2 separate regions of the Danio rerio genome follow, and region 2 is linked to region 1. The links are chromatin contacts, called in public Hi-C maps. All regions are on one chromosome and are shown on one strand. The core of a region is the stretch at or near the end of the contact, and the rest is flanking DNA. Distances in the headings are between cores, read along the strand shown.

Region 1 (2,685 bases), core at 124-2,623:
AGTGGCAGATGGGTTTATTTGCAACCTTGCGTGAATTTACTCACCCCATACTGTGAGTGGAGAATGTTTTTGTTATAAATTAATGGAAAAAAAACTGAAATAATTAAATAATATCAAGACAAATTTTGCACACATTTTTAAAAACAAATATATTCAAATCTTTTTTATTCTCATTTTATTCTTATATGCCTTATTTACTAACCATTAAAGTCACAGTATTGAACCTAAACATAGTAGCCAGTGAAATGTTTGATACATTATTTATACTACATTAATAATTATTTGAAACACTTTAAAATAAACATGTAAAATACATATGTTTAAATATGTTTATACACACAAATATACAAAAAGAATGAGAAATGAGAAGATATACTGTAAATATAAGAGGTAATATTAGGTATATTAAGGTAATGTATCATGCTGTACCTCTCTCTGGACCTTTGATGCTTTCTCTTCGGCTTGTTTCAGTTGATCTCGGAGAGAAAACACCTCTGAAAATCCTCCGCTCTTCCCAGTCGGGGTGATGGGTTTGCCTTCAAACGAGATGTTCTTCTGGGTATAAGCATCCACGCACTTCCCACCTTCCATTTCCAGCGTGCTGATGAAACCCTCAGCCTTCACCTCCGTCTCAACTTCATCATCTTTCTCTGTGTCGTTCTGCTGAGTTTTCAGGGCCAGGTATGAATCGGTGGAGCTATCAGGAGGAAAGTTTAAAAAAGTATAGTTCATTTATAATACAAAGATGCACACAGCAACACTGCAGCATTCGTTACCAATTCCTGCTCAATAAAAACGATCATTAAAAATCTCTCTTCACTATTGTTTACAGGAAAAAAAAGTCAAAATGATTAAAATGTGAAAAAGTATAATTATTAATAATTAATAAAGCAAATGCAAAGAAATAAAGCACTGTTTAGTTGAGATAATTATGCTTTACACTTTAAATCTCTCAAATATCCATCACGCATACAATTATAATTATATTAGTATAATATTTGATTTTATTTTGTATTATTTTCCAGAAAACCCTGTTTAAACGTGGTGATATAAAGTTTCAATTTGCAAAATGTATGTGATTGCAATAAACGTCAGCACTATCAGCTTTTCCCAAGTTTTTAGAGCTGACACGTCTAGCATTACTTAAAAAAACATAATTATATATGCATAGTTGATGTTTTAAAACAGCAGTAGGACAACTGTGGCTCCTCTCCTTGCCAATATATTTGGATTCGTTGAAATACACAGTCATTAACGTTTCATGTAGCTGCAAAGGCATTCATAGCTGCTAAATAGTTCCAGAGAGTGTGTCCATTGAGACAGATTATGGCCGAATGCTTCAGCGGTCAAGCTAACCCAATTAACAGACCGAGTCAGTGATCCTCGTTGGCTGAGTGTGTGATTGACAGGCCGTGTGGCCAATCACCTGGCTCGCTGCTGCTCCAGTATCTCCAGTTTCTCCGAGAGCTCTTTGTTGTCGTTCTTCAGAGTCTGACGCTCATCCTTTAAAGAGCGACACTCCTCCATCAGCTGGTCCACATCACCTGTTCAACCACAACATTCAACAGATGTCAGATGGAGGGAAATACACTGAATTCAGAATACTAGCATATATTAGTATTTGGGTCTTTCTAAAGTCTTGCATTATAGTTATACTTTCACAGAAATAGATGATTTACACCATCAACCAAACAGCAGGTAAACACTATATTTTTGATTTAATATGACTATGCACCACACAAATACAGCTTTGTTTTACCCACAGCGTGTACATATATTTTAGAAACATCTAGTTTTTAAACATATAGATAGATAGTGGAAGATTAAATAATTATTATCCCTCCTGCTAATTTTAAAAGTTTGAAAAGTGATGTTTAAAAGAGCAAGATTTTTTTTTTTACAATATTTTTTATCTATTACATTTTTAAATTATTTTATTTTGCTTCTGAAGAACGTCTGAATTCTGTTAGTTTGGCTGACATATTAATATTTCTTATTCAACATAAAAACGTGTAACTGCTAAAGTTATTATTAGCCAATATCACAATTTCAGTTGTCTACAAAACCACCAAAAAACCTTTACCCAAACAACTGATTATCATATGCAAGTTGTGTAATTTATATACTGTTTTGAGATAACGGATGAGATCATGTGGTCCGGAAGTGTATAAAAAGAGCATGATGCTGTGATGAAAACTGTCTGATGAAGAGCCGGTGTTAGGGCTGGGCGATTAATCAAAAAGTAATCGTAATCGACATTCAGAACCTATAATCGATCACATTTTTCCAGGACGATTTTTTCAATTACTTTCCCTACCGCATGTGGAGTCACGAGACACCGCTCCGTTAGGCTGAGGATGATTTATACTTCTGCAGCTATTTTGCAGCCACATCTGATCTCTGGTCAAGTAGGACGACGGACTCATTCTTGAGCCTGAGTTTGCACTACATTGACAACGATTGTAAGCTGCACCAGAGATGCCTTGGGACGGCATATTTTCCATTGCATTCAAATTGTTTACATTAAAATATTTGTTTACAGAAGATGCAAGAGTTATTTCATTTAGAAGAGATACTGCTTATTTTCGACTTTTAATATGAAAAACACTGAAAATAATACATTTTGTTTCCAAAAGTGCAAGTTATTTAGGCAATCTGTGTTATAAGTTTTAGTTGTTCAGCATT
Region 2 (2,685 bases), core at 110-2,609, 56 kb before region 1:
AGAGCTAACTGGAAATAGCTCTAAACGGTATTTAACACAGCAGAAAGGCAGAGGTGGAAATTGAACAAGAGACCAACAGGGACGGGGCGATATATATGCACCTTGTTATTAAAATCCAACTTAAAGCTTTACCTGTACCATTGCAGAGATCTCTGTGACATATTGCTTTCTCTTGAGAGACTCTATCAATCTTAAGTACTCGGACACAGACGTTTAAGTGTATTCTTTTAATTATGCTGAAAATGATTTCTGCATAGTAGGTTCAATAAGGTTTTCAAATCTTTAAGATGACCATCTACTGTACTAACAGTTGGCAAAGGATTTTGAATGAAATATCTTAGCTAAAACTAGATGTTATTTGATCAGAAACACGATTAAAACTGTAATATTCAGGAGTACTATCATTTAAAATACTGATAAGTAGCTTAATACATTTTAAAATTCATTCTTAATCTTTCAAGTCTTACTACTGTTATTGCAAAGCTGAAATCCCAGCACATTTTTAAAAATATATTTCGATGCTAATTAGCTTCTCAAAAATATTATTATTCATTATTAGTGTTGAAAACAGTTGTGCTGCTTAACATCTTTGTTGAAACCATATATTTCTCTCGACAAATAAAACTTTTATTGTAAAAAAAAAGTAATATATTGCAACATTAAAAATGAATCAATTAAATGCAAACTTGCTGAATAAACGTATATTGCAGACATCAATATTGTAATATTGCTCACTGAGAGATGTGATCAGATTTCAAACTATCTGGAAAAGTGGCTCTGACTTTTATTTAATAATTTTTTTTATTACTTTTTACACTAAAGACTAGTGTTAAATATGCAAACAAATAAATATTTAAATATAAATTGTACAAGACCACAAATTCTTTTACATACTTGGAATCAAAATAATGAAGTCATAATACAATTTCAGTAGTTAATATTTACTTCTTAAAGTCATCGCTGGCCTACAAATAACCCAGTTTTGTCTTGATAAATAGAAGTTATATTAATAATTTGCCTTAATATTAGATGTACCTGAGGCACACCAAGCCAATCGTCGGCTTGCTGCATGGCTTCTCTTGCATTTTCCACAGGCTGACTCGGATCCCATGTTTCCCAGTCCGGACACAGGCCTTAAATGAACACAAAGACAATTATTAGCAATCATTCACCAGTTAGTTTCTAAATCTGAGTATCTTTAGGCCTACAACGTACTGTATTACTTTAAAATCTTTCTGCTGTAGAGATATCATTCCCACTGTTCCACTGCGGGGATCTAATAAACCATGGACTTTTGTTTATCTTGACCCTAAATGCTCTCAAATGAGCAGTTTCCCGTCACTTCACCCTTTTTTCCAGCCTTTAATAAGCGCCGTGAGGCTCAAGCACCGAATGCTTTCCTGAAGCAAACACACACCATAGTGTCTGGTGTAACACTGTTATTATATGCTGGATTACACTCAAAGACTAAGAGGTGTTTAGTTCAAATGGAACCAGAGAGCCTTGAAACCACAAGACTCCTCAGTGATTGCCAAAATGTTAATATCAGATCTAGGTTTGTTTTCCAAGATCCTCCAGCGCAGCGGTTCCATACTTGAATCAGACGGTGAGTATCTATAACAGGCCTCCTCCTGCTGAAAAACCTTTAATTTAACATTTTTAATGCATTTAAACGTGCCAAGAGGGGTATTTACTGTTCCCCAAAGATCCAAGATGGTGGAACAAGGAAAACAGAGCTACTGATAATAGCGGAAAACAAATTAAATAGAGGAAACTACAGGGGAGGTAAACAAAAATACGAATTTAGCCACAGATACAGTTTGTGTGCAGCAATGGCAGCGAGAGACCTTGCAAATACAGTTTATTTTTTAATCATTATATAATGTAACCTGAATTTAACCCCTATTTAAAATAAATTGGAAATATGTATACAGTGAGTCAACTGAAAACTTTTAACCCTTTAACTGCCTGTTCCAACACATGGTTGACCGTACTGACTATGCTGTTTTAAATAATGGTTTACACTGCACAGCATTGTTGGCTTACAAAAAAATCAAACAAACATAATCATGTTGCACTACTACACTCAATTTTGGTTTTATTGTTAAAAAAAAAAAAAAAGAAAGCATGTTAAATAAGAATCTGAAATATTTTATGTCATAGTTCAAAAAATAAAGATTTGGTATTCATAAATGTTTACTTGTGATTAGATTTTAAATAAAATGGTCTTACAATTTATATTTTCAGATTTTTCATAGTATTTGTATTAATTCTGAGTACTTTTACCATAAACCGACATATCAACCATTTGGTAAAAGATGATATTTATGAAATTTATGGGATGTGTTAAAAAATGCAGTGTGTTAACTAGCGACATTAGGAGTTTTGAGAAATGCAATCCAATTTTTTTTTCCTTATGGGGGTAGTAAAAGAGTTAAAATCTAAAAAAAAAAAATTTTTAAAGCATATATATATATATATATATATATATATATATATATATATATATATATATATATATATATATATATATATATATATATAGTAGTTAACATTTGAAGTGGATTAAAAAAACACATTAAAGCAACTAATCATTTTAAAAACAAGAGGTTTACTCATTTATTTCAAGTTGTCTAATTGTTTTAAAAGCAACAAGTTTACATGCTTATTTTAAGTAAAGTCAGC

Evidence for each region. A called contact is a pair of places that touch in the nucleus more often than the background predicts.
Region 2: a contact with region 1 is called in a Hi-C map of embryo, with 1.6 times the contacts expected there. The contact joins two enhancer-like sites. A contact is called at or near these places in 2 of 18 Hi-C or Micro-C datasets (embryo and an unstated tissue).

What each region holds. Positions count from the first base shown.
Region 1 is chr4:10,605,434-10,608,118 of GRCz12tu, reverse strand. ccdc136b (coiled-coil domain containing 136b) reads right to left here. Exons shown (of 10, transcript XR_660714.5): 6 at 1,427-1,544; 7 at 430-697. Among named protein-coding and RNA genes, the nearest start is that of flncb, 24 kb to the left of the region's middle. Within about 2 kb of position 1,373, at least 8 of the 62 cell types and tissues checked have an H3K27ac peak or open chromatin away from gene starts, as enhancers often do.
Region 2 is chr4:10,661,180-10,663,864 of GRCz12tu, reverse strand. It overlaps flncb (filamin C, gamma b (actin binding protein 280)), which reads right to left. Exons shown (of 46, transcript XR_012401929.1): 3 at 1,036-1,133. Among named protein-coding and RNA genes, the nearest start is that of flncb, 31 kb to the right of the region's middle. Within about 2 kb of position 1,359, at least 4 of the 62 cell types and tissues checked have an H3K27ac peak or open chromatin away from gene starts, as enhancers often do.